Regions from separate parts of the Pan troglodytes genome. Here region 2 is linked to region 1. Evidence: chromatin contacts called from public HiChIP or PLAC-seq data. All regions are on one chromosome and are shown on one strand. The core of a region is the stretch at or near the end of the contact, and the rest is flanking DNA. Distances in the headings are between cores, read along the strand shown.

Evidence for each region. HiChIP or PLAC-seq counts read pairs in DNA pulled down with a chosen protein or histone mark.
Region 2: an H3K4me3 HiChIP or PLAC-seq map of stem cell-derived excitatory neurons shows a contact between it and region 1, with 3 times the contacts expected there. The contact joins the promoter of SNRPE here to the promoter of SOX13 in region 1. A contact is called at or near these places in 1 of 7 Hi-C or Micro-C datasets (blood), 1 of 1 datasets of contacts at active chromatin or transcription factors (stem cell-derived excitatory neurons) and 1 of 1 other capture datasets (stem cell-derived neural stem cells).

What each region holds. Positions count from the first base shown.
Region 1 is chr1:45,017,621-45,022,545 of NHGRI_mPanTro3-v2.0_pri, reverse strand. It overlaps SOX13 (SRY-box transcription factor 13), which reads left to right and starts at 3,044. Exons shown (of 14, transcript XM_016936606.4): 1 at 3,044-3,659.
Region 2 is chr1:45,227,845-45,232,769 of NHGRI_mPanTro3-v2.0_pri, reverse strand. SNRPE (small nuclear ribonucleoprotein polypeptide E) reads left to right here and starts at 2,830. Exons shown (of 5, transcript XM_001158544.7): 1 at 2,830-2,976; 2 at 3,459-3,485. The coding sequence starts at 2,923.

The DNA of each region.
Region 1 (4,925 bases), core at 1,795-4,294:
GTAGGAGAGAGCCCACAGGGAATGCCCACCTGGAGACCAGGATGGAGGAGGGAACATAAACAAGGGTGGCTGGGAAAGAGCAGCCAGTGAGGTGGGAGGACTCAAGAAAGTGTGGACTCATGAAGTGAGTGTTTCAAGGAGTGGCTGACTGGGTTACATCATGTAAATTTGATAGTTGTTCCTGGGAAATGGTGCAGTAGTAGAGAAAATCTAGAATCTTCAGTCAGATAGCTTCCTGTCTCCACTAATTGGAGCTTCATTTTTCTTATCTCTAAAATGGGATTCCAGGTACTCAGGGACTTGCAAAGAGATGGAATTAAATTAAATTAAAAAATAAGATAAAATGGGGATAATGACACCAACCTCACAGAACTGGGATAAGGTACAAATAGATATCATATAGGAAAACAGTATTGTGCCTAAGACCCAGTAGGGAGACACTTTATATCTTAATTTGGTGGCAGTGACTGGAAGGGCTGATCTTTGCTCTTCCTCTCTCAATCTGCTGTTGCTAAGGACAGCTACAGGGAGGTACCCACAATCAAGTTGCCCCCCTGAAGATGATCAGGGGCCAGAGAAAAACAACCAGATATGTGGAAAACACAGGCATGTTGTCTGGGAGGAGGAAAGGCTTGGTGGCACTTGGGTACCCCCTTTTTTTTTTTTTTTTTTTTTTAGACAGAGTTTCCCTCTTGTTGCCCAGGCTGGAGTGCAGTGGCATGATCTCAGCTCACCACAACCTCCGCCTCCTGGGGTTCAAGCAATTCTCCTGCCTCAGCCTCCCGATTAGCTGGGATTACAGGCATGAGCCACCACGCCCGGCTAATTTTGTATTTTTAGTAGAGATGGGGTTTCTCCATGTTGGTCAGGCTGGTCCCAAACTCCCGACCTCAGGTGATCCTCCTGCCTCAGACTCCCAAAGTGCTGGGATTACAGGCGCGAGCCACTGCGCCCGGCAATTTGGGTAACCCTTTCATGATTTCTAGGATGGCTTCATCCATAGTTATCCAAACATCAGGCCCTTAATGTTGGCTTCTCCCACTCTCTTACACCAACCTGTTTTCTCCTTTCCATTCCCCCTACTCCCAGCTTAGCTCAGGCCTGCATCATTTTTACCCCGGCCACTGCCATTGTCTGGTCACTGGCCTCCTTCCTACCTCCAGCTAGATTGATGCCATCTGAGACCTTGCTTAGAATCCTTCAGTGGCTCCCCATTTCCTTCCATCAACAAGTATTGATCAATAAGTATTTATGAAGGGCCTGCTCTTTCCCAATCTCTGGCTAGGCATACTGGAGAGATACATCCCTGCCCTTGTTGAGCTTACAGTCCGGGGGGAGACAGACAAATGAATGGTTACCATATTATTTACAAATGGGGTTTTTCCAGAGCCCACAGATGGGGCACCTGGCCCAGATATGGCCATCAAGAAAGGCTTCAGGGAAAGTTGATGTCTAGGCTGAGACCTAAAAGATGAATAAAAGGAGTTAGCCAGGCAAAGCAGTGGGCAAGGATGAGCCCTTAGAAGGCCTTCAGAGCCTTGCTGACCATCACCTTTGAACACATGCTGGCCACCCACACTGTGGGCATAGACTTATTAGTAGGTCCATGATTGTCACTCCTTTAATCTGCCCTACACCCACAGGTCCTTCCAAGACCCATTTCAGATGCCACCTCCCCCAAGAAGTTCCAGTCCCCATATCCCAGTGTCTTTGGTGGCCCTGTGCCCATTTGCCTGCCCTATCTTAGCCCTCTCCACTTCACTGCAATGGTATATTCACCCATTCCTTTACAAAATCAGAATCCAGAAAGGGCAGGACACCGTCTCATTTGTCTTCGTGTCCCCAGCACAAGGTAAGGCAGGCATATGTAGACTTTTTTTTTTTTTTTTTTTGAGACAGAGTCTTACTCTGTCACCCAGGCTAGAGTGCAGTGGTGCGATCTCCACTCACTGCAACCTCTGCCTCCTGGGTTCAAGCAATTCTTCTGCCTCAGCCTCTTGAGTAGTTGGAATTACAGGCATGCACCACCACACCCGGCTAATTTTTGTATTTTTAGTAGAGGGGTTTTCACCATGTTGGCCAGGCTGGTCTCGAACTCCCAACCTCAGGTGATCTGCTGCCTTGGCCTCCCAAAGTGCTGGGATTACAGGCGTGAGCCACCGCGCCTGGTCATATGTAGACATTTGATAAATACGTTGAATGAAAGGAAACCAACTCTCCATTCTCCCCCACCCTCCCATATAATGGGACAGGAGAAAATAAGATTTATTTGAGAGGCTGCAAATGACAGGATTAGGGAGTGGTTGGAGATATCAGGAATCCATCTAGCTACAGGTGAGATCAGGTTTTGTTTTTTTTGAGACGGAGTCTCGCCCTGTCGCCCAGGCAGGAGTGAGTGCAATGGCGCGATCTCGGCCCACTGCAACCTCCCACTCCCGGGTTCAAGCGATTCTCCTGCCTCAGCCTCCCGAGTAGGGGGTTACAGGCGCGCCACCACGCCCGGCTAAGTTTTTGTATTTTTAGTAAAGACGGGGTTTCACCGTGTTAGCCAGGATTGTCTCCATCTCCTGACCTCGTGATCCGCCCCCGTCGGCCTCCCAAAGTGCTGGGATTACAGGCGTGAGCCACCGCGCCCGGCAGAGATCAGGTTCTTAAGGGAAGTCCGGAGAAATGGGGTTTTTAAAAAACCCGAGTCCAGGCTATCTGTTTGGAGGGGTTGGGAGGCTTGGAGCTGGACCAATAACTTCTTAGGTCTTGCTTTAAGGAGTGAAGATTCTCTGTAGCGACCCTCATACCTGGGCAGTGGGAGAGGGCAGAATCCTTCTTTCTTCTCTTCTCTACACCCCCTCACTCCACCCCCACCCTTCCCCGCCGCCCGTAAACCTTAGCTTTCCCCTTTCCAACAGAGGTTTCCAGCTGTTGATGCCTGGATGGACCCGGCTGCAGGGAGGAGGAGGAAACTCTCTGTCCCTCCCTTCTTCTGCAAGTCCCCACCCTCCCTCCCTCCCTCCTCCCCCTGCGCGCTCTCGGTCTCCCTCCCTCTTTCTCCTCTAGGCTGTCCAGTCGCCTCGCAGCAGCGAGCCGCGAGCGCCCTTCTCCAGTCCCGGCTTGGAACTGAACTGTGTGAGCACGGGTCCTGGAACCCGGGCCCAGAACCGGCGAGCCCAGGTCTGAGCCCAGAGCTCAGCGGTCAGCCTGGTAGGCCCTGACTCGGAATCGAGCCGAGGCGCTGAGCTTGGAGCCGGAGAGCGGGAGAGCCGGAGAGCAGGGAGGGCGGGCCGGCTGCGCGTCCGACGAGTCGCAGAGCAGGACCGCGGAAGGCAGGGAGACGGCCGCAAGCCCAGGGCAGAGGGCAGAGGGCAGAGAGCGGCCTGGCTCGGCGGAGAGGGCGCCGCCCGGCCGGAACCGAGCTCGCCGCCCGGGACGGCGGCCCCCCGTGGGGCGCGGACCCAGGGTGGCCGTGGGTCCGCAGCGACTCCCCGGCCGACGGCGGGGGGCGTGCCCCCTCCCAGCCCAGCCTCCCCAACCCGGCCCGCCCGCCGCGTCGCGGGGGCATGTGAGCGGGAAGCCTAGGCTGCCAGCCGCGAGGACCGCACGGAGGAGGAGCAGGAGCGCGGAGCCGCGAGCCCCGAGCCCCGAGCCCGGCGCCTGGCTGAGTAGTAAGTGCACCCCTCCCCGCCATGATCGCGCCGTCGCGCCCATTTCCCCAGCCCTCTGAAGTTTGACACTTGCGCCCCTACGTTTCTGGCACCCACCGGCTCTCTTCCCTGCGAGTTTCCACCCTGTGCAAAGTTTTTCGAGGAGGGACGGACCCTCACCTACCCCCAACAACGCTGGGCAGTGGCGGCTCCTCCCTGGCCGACTTGGGTCCTTGTGGAGAGGGATGGCAGCCTCTAAGGCAGTGCGTGGCTGTGTGTGTGTTTGTGTGTGTGTGTGTGTGCGCGCGCGCGCGCGTTCACCACGCGGGTCGAGCTTAGGGTGCACCCCCAACCCGCTCCTCGCCGACCGCAGAGGACTAGGTCTTTCTCATCAGCCCGACTATGCGCCTAGTTTAAGGATTTCTCAGCGGGAAGCCGAGGCGACCTGCGCGCGTCCTGCGTGGGGCTCAGGTGCCTGCGACGAGGCGCAGAGCTCCTCCACCATGGTTGCGTGGGGTGCTGGGGGACAGACGCGCGCCCCTTGCCACGGTTTCAGGGTCGTTCCCCAGCGGACCAGACCGGCGCCGCATCCTGTTTGTTTTCTGCTCCGGCTGCTCCTGTCCCATCCCCACCCCCACCGCAGGCTGCTTCTTGCTACCCCCACCTCCCGCCCTGGGATATCGTAGGTGAGCCTTTTCATCCCGATTCCGCTGCAAACGCTGATCGCGCCTAGGGGTAGGGAGATGCGGAGCGGGTAGTCGCTCAGTTGCCAGCGGCTCGCCATTGTTTTCCCACCCCGCGCGTTCCGTACGTAAACACACACGCACACACAAGGTTGTGTGTGTGCGCCGGCTCTGGCTGCTTCCCGTCCCCAGGCGCGCAGGGATCGCCCGCGGGATTCGCTCAGCTGCCCGCATGGGTCTTCAGGCTGGAGGCGCTCCAGGACTTAACTGGAGCTGGAGAGGACAAGAGACGTGGGGGTTGCCGGACAGTACCGGGCGGGGCGGTGAGCCGGGCCTGGGCGGGAAGTGAATTTTGAACTTCAGCCCTGGACCTTTCCGGGAGGACCCCGAGCGCTGGAGCGGCGGCTCCCGCCCTGGAGGGCCCGCGGCAGCTGCAAAGACTCCGCTGGCGCTTTTGGCAGCCGCCTCGGTGACAGAGGCTTGGAGGAAGCCGAAGAGTTTTCCTGGGAAGTTTGCTTTGACTCTCTGGGAATTTCCGGGCAGGACGCCTCGGCGCTGGCGCTGGCGCTGATGAAGGGGTCTGGCCAAAGACGGCCAGAGACGA
Region 2 (4,925 bases), core at 1,581-4,080, 210 kb before region 1:
AGGCCAAGGCAGGAGAATCACTTGAGGCCGGGAGTTCAAGACCAGCCTGGTCAATATAGCAAAACCCTGTCTCTACTAAAAATACAAAAAGTTAGCCAGGTGTGGTGGTGCACACCTGTGGTCCTAGCTATTCCAGAGGCTGAGGTGGGAGGATCGCATGAGCCCTGGTGGGGAGGTTGCAGTGAGCCGAGATTGTACCACTGCATGTCAGCCTGTGCCATATCAGGAGATCCTGTCTAAAAAGAAGGTGGGGGAGGGCAGTGGGGAAAAATAAATAAACACGCTGTCTTAAAGTCAGACAACATGACACTCTATTGGGTTTGGGTGGGGGGATGATTTTTTTAAAGACTGGGTCTCACTGTGTTGCCCAGGCTGGAGTGTAGTGGCTATTTATAGGTGCCATTACAGCTCACTGCACTCTTGAACTCCTAGGCTCAAGCAGTCCTACTACGTCAGCCTCCCCTAGTTCTTGGGAATACAGGCCATGCCACAAAACCCAGCTAGGGAATCTTTTTTTTTTTTTTTTTTTTTTTTGACAGGGCCTGGCTCTGTTGCTCAGGCTGGAGTGCAGTGGCATGATCTCTGCTCACTGCAACCTCTGCCTCCTGGGTTCAAGAGATTCTCCTGCTTCAGCTTCCAGAGTAGCTGGGACTACAGGCACGCACCATCAGGCTCGGCTAATTTTTAAATTTTTTTGTAGAGCCAAGGTCTCATTGTGTTGCTCAGGCTGGTCTTGAACTCCTGGGCTCGAGCAAGCCTCCTGCTTCTGCTTCTCAAAATGCTGGGATTACAGGCATGAGCTAGCGCACCTGGCTGAAATTTTTTTTTTTTTTTTTTTTTTTTTTTTTGAGACAGAGTCTTGCTCTGTCACCCAGGCTGGAGTGCAGTGGCGCGATCTCGGCTCACTGCAACCTCTGCCTCCCAGATTCAAGCAATTCTCCTGCCTCAGCCTCCTGAGTAGATGGGACTACAGGCGCCTACCACTACGCCCAGCTAATTTTTGTATTTTTAATAGAGACGGGGTTTCACCATATTGGCCAGGCTGGTCTCAAACTCCTGACCTTGTGATCTGCCCGCCTCAGCCTCCCAAAGTGCTGGGATTTACAGGCATGAGCCACTGTGCCCAGCCCTGGCTGAAATTTTTTAAAGGAAATAGTTATCCCATGCATTTGCCAGCTTTGTGTAGTTTATTTATTTATTTATTCTTATTTATTTTTTTGAGACGGAGTCTCGCTCTGTCACCAAGGCTGGAGTGCAGTGGCATGATCTCGGCTCACTGCAACCTCTGCCTCCTGGGTTCAAGTGATTCTCCTGTCTCAGTCTCCCAAGTAGCTGGGATTACAGGCATGTGCTACCATGCATGGCTAATTTTTGTATTTTTAGTAGAGACAAGGTTTCACCATGTTGCCCAGGCTGGTCTCGAACTCCTGACCTCAGTTGATCCACCTGCCTCGGCCTCCCAAAATGCTGGGATTACAGGCGTGAGCCTGGCCGCTTTGTGTAGTTTAAAAATCACTTTCAACTCAACCCCTTTCTGAAGTCGTTATTACTATTATCCCCATTAAACAGAAGCCCTCAGAAAAGCTAATTTTGATTCTGCCATTTGCCCTAATCCGTGTTCCCTTAGGCAAGTCCTTTCAAAAGTCTAAACTTCAGTTTCCTCCTCTATAACATGTGTATGCCAATTAAATGAAATCTCTGCCAGGCCACAAGCCATGACACAATGGAAAGGTAGGTGGACTTTGGGGTCAGGCACACCTAACAAATTCCAGCTGCTCCACTTAGTAGCTGTGTTATCCAGGGAAGGACATGTTCTGACACTGGCTGACGCCTAACTGTGTGCACACATAGACAATTATTTCATTGAATCTTCAAGCCCCTGAGTAAAGTTAATCTTTACTATAATCTCCGTTTTGGAAACTAAGCCAAGACATGGCGAGGCTGAGTAATTTATCCTTGGTCACCCAACTCTAAAAGAGCTGGATTTGCGCCCAGCATGTGGATTTCAGCGTCTTCCTGGTAAATCGCCACCCTCAGTTGCCACCTGAACAGTAACTCTCCACGAAATGGATGAGAGTTGAATCCGTAACTGGAGGGAACCAGGCATCTGGCTTTGGAATGCAGACCGCCCCTGGCCGACTGCCAGAGGTGGGAGGCCTGAAGTTTGGGCTCCTTGCCGCCCTACCCTTTCCACCACAACGCTGCTATCAAGCCTAAACTCCAGCAAAATAGGCTTTAGGAAAGGCACGAAATTAACTCATTTTACACATAGAGATACACACTGGGACGATTTTGGCTTTTCAAGCTAACTCAGAAAATGGAGATACAGGCCGGGCGCGGTGGCTCACGCCTGTAATCTCAGCACTTTGGGAGGCCGAGGCGGGCGGATCATGAGGTCAGGAGATCGAGACCATCCTGGCCAACATGGTGAAACCCCGTCTCTACTAAAAACACAAAAAATTAGTCGGACGTGGTGGCAAGCGCCTGTAGTCCCAGCTACTCGGGAGGCTGAGGCAGGAGAATCGCTTGAACCCTGGAGGCTGAGGTTGCAGTGAGCTGAAATCGCGCCACTGCACTCCAGCCTGGGCGACAGAGCGAGACTTCGCCTCAAAAAAAAAAAAGAAAAGAAATTGGAGACAGGACGGCACTCCCCATACCACGGCCACTATACAACCGAAGGCACCTCCTCCCGCCTCCCTCCAAGTGGCGCTGTAGGACCGGCCCACCTTCCACAGCGCAGCCGCCTCAGTTTGGCCTCCCTCGGAGGCCATGCAGCGGAGAAACGTGACTTCATGGCTAGAGGGGCATTTCCCAGGAGCCGCCCATGCCGCCGCGTGACCTTCACACTTCCGCTTCCGGTTCTTTATTCCGGAAGTTGCTCTCAGAGGCCGCGTGCGGTTGTTCGCTTTGTGAAATTCCACCATGGCGTACCGTGGCCAGGGCCAGAAAGTGCAGAAGGTTATGGTGCAGCCCATCGTATCCTACGCGGGATGTCAGGACTAGGAGGTTCGGGTCAGAATACGGGGTGCGAAGGCGCAGGCTGAGAGCAGGCCTGGGATAGCGGAGTACGGATCCACATCCCATGAGCCCCCGGGGCTACCAAGACTGGAAGAAAGCGCGGGTAGTTGAACCGTGATGGTGGGGAGGTGGTCTTGGGTGGACCCCTGCCGTGGGGAATGCAGGAATGGACGCGGCAAAAGGAGGGAAGAGAACTTTAGGTGCGGAGTGAAAACGGGAGTTAACGGTTTTGGGAAACTCCAGGGGAATGAAAGTGGAATGGATGTTCTTTAGTCTTTAGAAGACCCCTAATGAATGCCCAGCTGGGCACTTGTTGTTTGCGTAAGCACCAGACCTCGCGTTTAGTAAACAAAGGTGAGACGGGAATAGGGTCGTCCAGTTGTTTCAGGAAGCAGAGTCTATGCTGCTTTTGTATTTTTTCCTTAGCCACTGTGGTGCAGAACCTCATCTTCAGATACTTACAAAATGTACGTAAGTTGCTTGTTTCGTAACTACTTTTTAAATAAGAGGTGAACTGATTTAGTTTTTTGTGTTAACCTGAGCGATTGCTGTGTTCTAGAATTTAAAAATAGATGTAACTGGAGATTGGAGGGTAATTGAGGGGAAGGAGTACTTAGCACTAATGTGATGAAGTGGTGTGTATCCATGCCACTTCCCAACATGCAAAGAATTGTATCCATTACTTTGCAAGATCAAAAATACTTTTTAATTCCAAAAAGTATTATTAGCAGACTTGACCATGGTATTTGGGCATCAGTAGTTTTGTTAGTAGTGATTATGGCTAGAACATTGGAACCTCTCCCCTTTAGGATGAAACATTGGAAGAAAAACCCAGCCAACTTAAACCATGTCAAGAGGTGGTGTGTTTAATACCTGTGGGAAAACTTAAAGACGAAAAAAGGAAGAGAGAAGGGGTAGCTTCAGAGGAGTTTAGTGGCAGCTGCTTTCCTTTGAGGGAAGTTTTAGCAACTTAAATTTTATAGTGTGATAACACAACTGAAAAACATTAATTTCAGGTGATAATAATTTTTAACCACCTGAATTGAGGGCTCCTGTCCTAGTTGTTAGGTGTGTGACATGAGAAAGCTTTGTTTTGGAACTGGATTTTGCTGCAGGAGATAAGCCCTTGGTCATTAGAAATTACTGCTTTGTGCTATGCTGTCAAAAACTTTCACTCTTAATAGATTGAGACCAGAAGCAGTAAGAAATATTGAGTCCCAAAATCACAGGAAAATTATTAGCTTATACAGTTCCAATATAGAACTTATTAAATGAAAATTCTCTTTGAGGTTATTATTATTGGTGAATAATTCTTAGATATGGGCTAAATAGTTAAAACTTTTGACTTACATTCATTACAATTTTTTTAGGAGCCATATTTCTCTTGTCGTTTGACCAAAATGGTTAGGTTTTGTATACTTCAATTTTTGGGGGGGCGGGGGGCGGGGAGATCTTGCTTAATGTTGCGCAGGCTTATATTGAACACCTGGCCATAAAGCGAATTATTCCGCTTTGGCATCCCAAAGTATGGGAACGGTGTGAATCGAGGCACCTGGCCTGTTTTTCTTTTCTTTTTTTTTTTTGAGACGGAGTCTCACTGTGCCCAGGCTGGAGTGCAGTGGCGCGATCTCAGCTCACTGCAACCTCTGCCTCCTGGGTTCAAGCGATTCTCCTGCTTCAGCGTCCCGAGTAGCTGGGACTACAGGCGTGCGCCACCACGCCCAGCTAATTTTTTTTGTATTTTTAGTAGAGATGGGGTTTCACCATGTTAACGAGGATGGTCTCTGTCTCTTGACCTTGTGATCCACCTCCCTCGGCCTCCGAAAGTGCTGGGATTACAGGCGTGAGCCACCGCGCCCGGCCCTATTTTTCTTTTTTTAACGTTTCCACTTTTATGATTATTTCAG